Linked DNA regions of Sus scrofa: regions 2 and 3 are each linked to region 1. Evidence: chromatin contacts called from public HiChIP or PLAC-seq data. All regions are on one chromosome and are shown on one strand. The core of a region is the stretch at or near the end of the contact, and the rest is flanking DNA. Distances in the headings are between cores, read along the strand shown. Region 1 has its middle 38 kb from the start of LPP. Region 2 overlaps LPP (lipoma-preferred partner). Region 3 overlaps TPRG1 (tumor protein p63-regulated gene 1 protein).

Region 1 (3,168 bases), core at 122-2,621:
CAGCCTTGGGTCTACTGCTTAATCTTTTTCTGACTCATTTTGTTTCCACTCTAAGATGTGAATAATAATATCCCTAAGATAGGGTTGTCTGGAGGATCAGATGAGGTGCTACGTGACAGCGACTGGCTTATAGGAGCTCTTCCATAAAGTTAAGATGAAACCAAGTAGAGTAGAATTGCAATTCAATATGACCCCTTAAGTTAAAGAAGTTGGCATGAATGTGCAGGATTATGCTTAATTGAGGGAAAATGAGTTCTCTGACAGAAGAAGAGTAAACAACTATTATACAAGAAGGGGGATGACTGCTTTTGCTCAAAATAAATATGAGTGCTCTACAAATATCAGGAGGTATTATGCAAAGAAAGTAAAAATTAGGAATTAGCATAAGCTAAATATTATCTAGTGATACATCATTATCAAAATTCCATAGGCCTGGTTGACAGTTCTTTGTCTCAACACTAATTGTATAACCTTGAGCAAGACCATATAGAACCACAATCTTCTCATGTGCAGAATTTAGATATTTTGAAGAAATGATCTATAAGATCTCATCCAGGTCTAAACCACTCAGACTCAAGCATTTTTAACACAATGTGAAAACTCTTACGGGGGAGTCCCACTGTAGTGTAGTGGGTTAAGAATCTGACTGCAGTGGCTCGGATTGCTGTGGAGGTGTGGGTTTGATCCCTGGCCCAGCACAATGTGTTAAAGAATCTGGTATTGTTGCAGCTGCAGTGTAGGTTGCAGCTTTGGCTTGGATTCAATCCCTGGCCTGGGAACTTCCATATGCCGCAGGTGCAGCCATAAAACAACAACAGCAACAACAAAACACTCTTATGGGAGTTTGTCCTGTGGGATTATGTCCAATATGTCCTTCATCAAAATACCCAGGAAAATAATGTGATGCAGGAGTGGTATTCAGAGACCTGGGTTCTAGTCCTGGCAAATGTCACACACACACACACACACACACACACACACACACACACACACACCCCACTGCATTTATGTGCAATGAACACTGAGAAGTCCTATAGAAGAGCTATCTCAATACCAGCCATGAGGTATCAGAAAGGATATTACTATAAAGGTGGGGGTATGGGGGAAATGCAAATAAATTTTTTCCCTTCCCACTGAAGGCAGAGCCAAAGAAAACACACTTGAATTACATAAGGGAAGTCTTTCCAACTATCTGGGTGTGTAACCCAGAAACAGTTACCAAAGAGAGCTTGGGAAATCGATCTTTAAGAAGAGCAGAGCAAAGGGTTTAAGCAAATGGCTTTATGAAGGTTTTCCAGGTCCACTGGCTCTCAGGCACATCTCCATGTGAGGTTGGCTGTCAGGCACTTCCCGGCTTTGTATCCTGGCCTGGTGCAAGTTCTCTTCACTTTCACTTAGTGTTACTAGGGAGTGTGACTCAGAGCCAGATGGGGTGAGCTGGATTCCTAGTTGCTCAACATTTCATTATAAGCAGTTAGATGACACTGTGTGCGGTGCTAATGTGCCTCACAATGAGTTTTATGAGCTGTTCCTTGCAAGTATTTTGAAGCACATTTGCTGTCTCCTCCCCCCCCTTTTTTTTCAAGATGGAAATGCTGACAATCAGAGAGATAGAGGAGGACAAAATCAAAGATGGCACTGAATCACATAACTTCACAAGCCTGAGCCCTTAACTTGATCTTTGGCTATCCATGTTACCTCATAAGTCCTATTAAGTACTCATAGGAACTTACTTAACAAATAGGAAAAATGGAGCATGAGGGTGTGAAGGGCAGGAAAATGAATACCATCAGAGAATTTCACTATGCATAGCCCAGAGGTAGAAAGAGAATAAAGAAAGGCCAGCCAAATTCTGTAAGTCTCTGATGTCACTGGAATCATTGCAATGGAGGTAAACACGGTCTTCGGCCTGTGCCAGAGGTTGTGACTGGGTGCCAGGGACCAAGGGTAGTATGTCCAGTATGTCCTTCCTTGAAAAACCCAGGAAAATAATGTGATGGAGGAGTGGTATTCAGAGACTTGGGTTCTAGTCTTGGCAATGCCATGAACTTCTATGGACACCTGGGCAAGTCTCTTCCTGACCCTGATCCTTCTCTGTGCTGAGGCAAACCTGAGAGGCTGGGGAGCAGGAGCTGTGGTCAGTTCATTGGTGAATGGCCTCTTTCTTCTCTGGTGGCATTACTGTGGGCTTGTGGATGATTCTGGGGCCATGTGATGTTGTAAGATGAGTCTCACGGCCTCTGGAGGACCAGAAATATTAGATCATCCAGTATTATCAGACCCCAGCCAGCACCACCATGGCATGGCAGTGGGTATTCAACAAGTGTCTGTCACAGGAATACGTTAGGCTCAGCTGTGGGCAACAAAGACTTGAAAATCAGTGGTTTGTATAAGATAGAAATTTATTTCTCTTCCACTGTGTGTCTATGTCCCGATCTCTGGAACCTGTGAATATCTTAGGTTATGTGGCAAAGGGGAATTGAGGAGGCAGTTGAAATCAAAGTCGCTAATAAACTGACCTTAATCATCCTGGATTATTCAGGTAGGTCCTATGCTATCCCCAAAATACTTTATAGTGGAAGAGGAAATCGTAAGAGAGAACCAAAGTGATGGCAGTATGAGAAGGATACGCCTGATATTGCTGCTTTGAAGACAGAATGAGAGGCCATGATCCAAGGAGTGTGGGGAGCTTCTAGAATCTGGAAAAGACTAGGAGGCACAACTACCATACATCCTGCTGACACCTAGATCTTGCCCATTAAGACCCCTGTCAGACTCTGGTCTATAGAATACCATGGTTAAAAAAAAAAAAAGTGTCATTTTAAGCTAGTAACTTTGGAGTGATTTGTCCGAGCAACAATCGGAAACCAAGGCAATCACTTGAAATACATTTGAGGTAGGCAGCTGGGATAGGGAGTTAGTGTCCCACGGATCAGGGACCCAGACTCCTTTTCTCTTGTCACCCTAATGTGAGGACTTCCATTCTTAAGGCCACCTCAGGGAAGAAGATAGCTGCTGGAGCTCCAACCATTACATTTGTAGTCTGAGGAGAAGATGAGGAGAGGAGATGTTCTCCCTCTAAGGAGAGTTTCTGGCAGACATATATACATCTGCTGACTTTTCACTGACTAGGACTTAGTCATCTGGACACTCATGCAGCAGGATAGG
Region 2 (3,112 bases), core at 444-2,943, 620 kb before region 1:
ATATAGGTATGTGGTTACATCTATAAACATATATCATATCCAGGTACACCAAAATAGAAAAAATATGTGGTAAAATGTAAACTGTTCTAATATTTAGATGGGAGAGTTATATGCCCTTTAAAAGTATTTTCTAATTTTTCTCTAGTGAGCATGTGATACTTAAAAACTGAGTTTTTTTTTAATTACTACTATAAGAAAAAAATATTCTGAGCTCATATATGGTAATAGAGAAAAAAATTAATGAGGAAAAATGAAACCTAGTAATAACAAATGAAATTTCCAATAATTTGTTGGATATGTGCAGAGTTGAACTTGAAAATCAAAGACCGGGATCAAGTCCTGGATCTGACACTCATGCTCTGTGGGACTGAGCAAGCTGATTTTTTTCTAAAACCCAAGTTATTACTATTGGAAGTAAAGGCAATAATAATTGTACCTATATTCTAAGATTTTGAGAAAGTGACCTGAGATAAACAAAAAGTGCTGTGTAAAAATTAAGGCACTAAAGAAACATTAGTTATTGCTGTGATTATTTTTAACCATAAAAATGGGCTTTTGTCTTAAAACCTGAGACATTTCGGGGAGAGCAACAAGTAAATGCTCATGGAAAGGCAGGGGCTGTGGTTTTAAGTTGGCAGAAGTTTAGCATTTTAGGCTCTGTAATACTGGAAGCCATGATTCATGTGGTCATCAATTAAAACTGTGGGACTCAAAGGCTATATAATCCCAGGGGGCTGTCAATATCCGCACATTTTTAGGAAGCTGAACTGTAGTTTCAGGGCAGCAGAATGGATCTAGTAATAAAATGCAAGTGAAAAGATCTGTTCCTTAGGCTTCGTTTTGTCTTTTTCTTTGAAAATATCAAAGCCACTATAAATGGGACCAATAATCTCCCCTCTGTCTGTTTCACAAGGTTCTAATGCGTAAGGTGCAGTAAAAGAGGCGCAGGAGCACTGTGAAATATAAGGGGCTGTACAAATGGAGGAGAAAACTATTCGTAGTAGTTAGAATGGTTAAATCTCTCAAGAGCATACTTGACAAATTTTCCTCTCTCTTGAACCATTTTTCTCTTTCCTGGGAGAGTGCTTATAGGAGGATGATGTAATTAACATTAAGAAGAAAGCGCGTGTGTGCGTGTGTGAGTGGATGGGTGGTATGTGGGAAAGAGAGAGAGAGAGGGAGAGAGAGAGAGAGAGAGAGACCCACTACTTGGGGATGAGAGAGCAGGAGGGGTATGTAATTAAGGAAAGAGGAGAGAAGTTCACCTGAATTTCTCAAGTTTAGTCTAAACTCTCAGGTCCGTTGCTAATACCCACATAAAGCACTAGCCATAACTGCTTTTAAAACATTTTATTAGGTGGAATTGAGCATATAAAAGACAACCTTCCTGCAAAGGTACAAAACCTACCTCTTAAAGTAGGTTGAAAAGTTAGAATGTTTTAACTGTAGCCATTTAGTGACACAGGGAGAAAAAAAGCTGTTAGTGTGTGAGCCACTAATGCGCAAATTCAGGAACTTTTAAGTGTTTAGTCTCATGTGAAGTTGGCCTCCTATTTCCTTAAGTCTTTTAATCACTTGGATTGTAACTGTAATAAAAATGCCTGTACCAACTTCCACTACCAGAGAGTCAGGAGCTGGATTCCATCCACTCTGAGTAAGAGCCCTGGTTTAGGGGAAGATCCTTGGCTGCCATCTCATAAACAGACTTGCTGAGCATCTCTGATGCACTGTGTCTCTAGGCCCAGACTCTTTGGCAATGCTGAGAACACAGCAATTCTTTTGTAAATCTGTACTTAGAAGCCTGTCTCATTGAGGGCAGTGGGAAGTATGGTTGCTTCCCATACCAACACAAAAATCTTAAGAAAAACATTAACCTCTTCTCATATATGTCCTCATATTCCTTCTATGACATCTATTTATTGCAGGATTTCCATAGCAACTGCAGCTATGAAATTACCCCAAACTTAGAGGATTTCTAAATTCCATCAGATTAAGCCAAAGAAAAAAAAGCAATGAAAATGTTATTAATCAGATTAAGCCCTTGTATTAGTAAATGATTTCTTCATCATGTAGAAAATATTACTCCTGTTCACTCCTTCTCTTTGAAGAATGGTTAGAAGTTAATATTTCCCTTTAATAAATGAGGATACTGGTACTCACAGATTAAATGATTTATTTCACATCATACCAGGAAAGCAAAGACTAGGACCAAGGTATGCTATTTATATCACTTTTCTTCCCAAGGAAGCTTAGTGCTCTAATTTTAATATGTTTATTTAAACAAATCCATAAGAATAATCAAAACTAAGCTTTTAAGAGATGTATCACCAAAGAAAAAAAGCATCTTAATGATTTTGCTAATTACAGAAACCCAAATTAAAAACTATTATATAATGCACCTATTCAGTTGGTTCAAAATAAATGTAAATAAACCTCTTCAATAGTGGACAGGTTATAGTTTAACATTTGGTCTCATTATTGTTGATGGTTCTCTAAAGTGAAAATATCTTTTTAAAGAAATCTAGTAAAAGCTCTTCAAATTGCCATAAATTTGGTAATATAAATCACAGAATTTATGCTAAGAAAGCAATTCAAAATAAAATTAAATAAAATTTTACTCAGTTATTTATAGGCATGTTTTTTATAATACTAAAAGATTGGAAAATATCCATTATCTGTCCAGTAGCAAATGGTTTTAAAAAGTAGTGTGTAAACTAAACATATGAAAAGCTAAAAATGGAAATTATTAACAATGAAAAGCTATATATATATATATATATATACATATATTTATATTGTCAATCAATAGAAAATACAAAAGAAAGCATGTACAAAATGATTAAAGTGAAACACAATGCCTTACTGAATCAAATTTGTTTAATCCTATGTACATGTAAGGATTAAGGATTCAAGAGGATATAGGTAAATCTGAATAATCACTGAATCAAAGATAAAGCCATAACTGGTATATTTTCTCTCCAAATTACTTAAATGTTTAATTTAAATATGATCTTCAGTTGATCAATAACCAATTGGGGCAAGAATAAATTAAATTTATGTTAGACTCGTCTCCTTTCCGAACTCAGAGCATCAAACAGGATGGTCCTTACAC
Region 3 (3,201 bases), core at 605-3,104, 810 kb before region 1:
ATTGTTCGTAAAAGGAATGAAACACATCAAAAACTCTTTGCGCCAATCCACCAATATAAGATTCTGCAAAAACCTTCTTATGTAAATATTTACAAGGAGAGTAAAAAAGGAAAGTGGTTTGGGGAGCAACCAGATGGAATAATACAAGAACAAACTTGAATACAGGCAAAATGAGCTTCAGCAACAACAGGGCAGCCTCTCAGGAATCTACTACTGCCTGGGGGCGAGAAAAGACGAATATAGAGTTAAAAAGAAAACAGCTCTGGGAGAGCATCGCTTGAGCCCCATTTCAGCTAATCTCTGAAAACTGGGTTTTTGTTTATATTAAAATCTTCAAAAAACGATTATAATAAGCTCCCTAATAATAACACGTATGAATTAATTAATTATTCATCACTCCTCTAGAACCAACTTCTACTCTTTCCCAAAGTCTTTCAAAAGATGCCTTTTTGGTGCTTGGGGTTCCGTGAGCAGGAGCAGGGTTTCTTCCCGGATTTCTTTCCCCGAGTCCCCAGGCTGTGGCCCCATTTCACCTCTGAGATTGCCAAGCCTGTCCCTACTACTTCTTGAGAGCCTACAATGTTTTCTCAGTTTTCATTCCTCCATCTGCCTTGGGTAGCCTGATTACAAAGAAAGGATCTTTAACAGATATATCAATTATGTAACATTTTTTATAACTGCTTTCTTGCCCTCCACTCACCTCTCCCTGGGCTCCCCAATGCAACCCTCTTCCAACTCAGAGAACATTTGACGCAAACTTGGCTCACAATGCATTTCGCAAACAAACCACAAAATAACATGATTGTAAAAATGTTAGCTGCAAAAGTAATAAATAAGGAAATAAATAAGTGCGTAACCACAGAGGCTTGTCTGGCTCCTCGGCCCTCTGACCACAGCAAGGCCTTCTGCTGCCTGTCCTTACTAGCGGGGAGGCCAGGAAACTGGAAGACACTCCTTCCTTGCCCAGGGGTCCCATAGTGGAAGTTTCAGAGGAATTGATTTTTTTTTTTTCCCCTCTCTCGTGTGAGGTATGGTTCTACGCCAAAGCTATCCAATGACAAAAAACATCACCAGAGAATGAGAAAGATGGGCTTCATACCACCCACCACCAGTCACGGCAACGCTGGATCCTTAACCCACTGACCAAGGCCAGGGATAGAACCCATAGCCTCATGGATACTAGTCAGGTTCATTAACCACTGAGCCACAAGGGGAACTCTTACCAATCCTGTCTGAGCACATGTTAGGGGTCAGGCTCTGGACCTCAGTACTTTCCCAAGATATCTCTTTAGTAATCCAGAGAAGTGGACAGGGTTAGTTCCATTATGCAGATGAGGAAACCAAAGCCCATCCAGAAACAAGTAGAGGTCAGACTATGACATTTCACAGATGATATAAAATCTCCCTAACAACTGGAGTGGGGGAAAGAGTTTAGGATAAATGTGTGTGATTTTTTTTTCCTCTGCTTTCAAGCCTGGCTGTTGATATATCTTCATTTACAAGGATTTTGAGATTAAAACAACAAAGTACAAACAGTGGGCTTGCCAAGTTTTTTACTAACTTTTACTTTGAAATCATGATGACCCAAAACTCCTCTTCACCAGAAAACTTCTGTGGCTTATGGATTCTGCCAAGAGTGTGACCAGGACAGTCCAATCAAAGATGAAATGGGAGGCTGAAAGCTGGGCCTGAGACTGAATCATAGAGTGCACAATTTTCAATCCAGAGCCCAGAATCCAGTATTTAGTAATACTGTATGCCCTAGGACAGGCCTTACATATCAGGAATAGAAAACAGAATCCCTGATGTTTAATATTCACAGAGAGAGCAGGCTGCCAGGCACTTGAGTCAGACCCTGTACAACACACAACCACAAGCTGTTCACCACGTGGCCAAATGAATAGTGACCCTCCCCAGTGCTGGGCAGTGCACATGACCTGCAAAGCCATTCAAAAGAGGCTTTCTTCAAGGTGACACTAATTAAAAAAAAAAAATCAAGAAAAGCATAACTTCAAGTAAGGTAATAATCAAATGAGTACGGCAGATGTAGATGCAAATGATGCTTAGAGGTAGGGCTGGTTATAAGCACAGTGTATGGGCTGAGAATGGGACTGCTGAATTTACTAATCTCACATCAATTAATGTCCTTGGTTTTCACAACAACTCAATGGATAAGAGTAATTATCCCCTTTTTCCAAATGGGAAAACAGAGTTTCAAGGAAGGAAAGTGATTTTTCTAAAATCTCCCACTCTTAGGTAGGAAGCCAAGCCCACTGCCGGGGTCCCCAGGCCCAGGCTTGGAGTCCCTCCCCTGCCCCTCAATGCCATATTGGAAATGCAGCCAACGAGGGGCTACCAGCCTCAGTGTGCCAGGCTCTGGAGGGGAGCTGCTGAAAGCCACAGGCCTGGGAAGAAGGAAAAACAGCCTTATGAATGAAGGAGACATAGAGATGATAAGAAGGACACTGGAAGATGGGGGTATAACATAAAATGACTCACAGCACTTGCATTTATTAAAAGTCAAGACACATTATTCCTTCTCTAGAAGGTAGCATTGCAAATGCTGAAGGTTTTTGGCTTTAATACAAATTTTATTGTGACTCACTTGGGATGGAACTCTTTCTAAAATCAATTATGTGTTTGTCTATATTCTACAAAGCAGCACAAAGAATATAAATTAGCCATGTTCGAAGGGACTATAGGCTATCACTTTCTTCATTGAACTCTAATGTATGATGACATTCTAGAAGACTCTCTCAATTTAAAGGACTGCTTGACTTTCCCACTCAATCCAGATTGCTGTGATTTTTTTTCCACTCTTGAGGGTTTGTGGGAAGGTTTTGTTTTGATGTTCTGTATCCTCTCTTATCAAGCCGTCCACCTTGTACTTCTCTCCATTTTCAGGAGCCTGCCTGTAGCAGCCCCTTCTCCTACTTTTAATTTGCTGGATTTGGTTTCTTAAGTACTTACAGGAAACTAAATTTATGCACAGTTTATATAAACTAAAATTAATCAAGCTCAGAGTGAAGGACTCTAGCCCATCAGCAAACGGTGAAAACACTGCTGCATTAAGCTTGAGGCTTTCTTGTGGCTGTGTCCATGTCCTCTGCTCTGATCTGCCAAGTTCACTTGTGTTTTTCAATAAGTGGCCTTCAAGACCACTTAAGCAAAACCTCTTTCAGAAAACATCCCATGAGTCCC

What was found. HiChIP or PLAC-seq counts read pairs in DNA pulled down with a chosen protein or histone mark.
Region 2: an H3K27ac HiChIP or PLAC-seq map of alveolar macrophages shows a contact between it and region 1. The contact joins two enhancer-like sites. A contact is called at or near these places in 2 of 2 datasets of contacts at active chromatin or transcription factors (alveolar macrophages and skeletal muscle).
Region 3: a contact with region 1 is called in an H3K27ac HiChIP or PLAC-seq map of alveolar macrophages. The contact joins two enhancer-like sites. A contact is called at or near these places in 1 of 47 Hi-C or Micro-C datasets (embryonic fibroblasts) and 1 of 2 datasets of contacts at active chromatin or transcription factors (alveolar macrophages).

What each region holds. Positions count from the first base shown.
Region 1 is chr13:125,743,059-125,746,226 of Sscrofa11.1, reverse strand. No RefSeq gene overlaps it. Among named protein-coding and RNA genes, the nearest start is that of LPP, 38 kb to the left of the region's middle. Within about 2 kb of position 1,371, at least 11 of the 83 cell types and tissues checked have an H3K27ac peak or open chromatin away from gene starts, as enhancers often do. A contact at or near this core is called in alveolar macrophages and embryonic fibroblasts, where this site is marked.
Region 2 is chr13:126,361,537-126,364,648 of Sscrofa11.1, reverse strand. All of the region lies in intron 8 of LPP (lipoma-preferred partner), which reads right to left. Among named protein-coding and RNA genes, the nearest start is that of MIR28, 81 kb to the right of the region's middle. Within about 2 kb of position 1,693, at least 3 of the 83 cell types and tissues checked have an H3K27ac peak or open chromatin away from gene starts, as enhancers often do. A contact at or near this core is called in alveolar macrophages, where this site is marked.
Region 3 is chr13:126,553,689-126,556,889 of Sscrofa11.1, reverse strand. All of the region lies in intron 1 of TPRG1 (tumor protein p63-regulated gene 1 protein), which reads right to left. Among named protein-coding and RNA genes, the nearest start is that of TPRG1, 25 kb to the right of the region's middle. Within about 2 kb of position 1,854, at least 9 of the 83 cell types and tissues checked have an H3K27ac peak or open chromatin away from gene starts, as enhancers often do. A contact at or near this core is called in alveolar macrophages and embryonic fibroblasts, where this site is marked.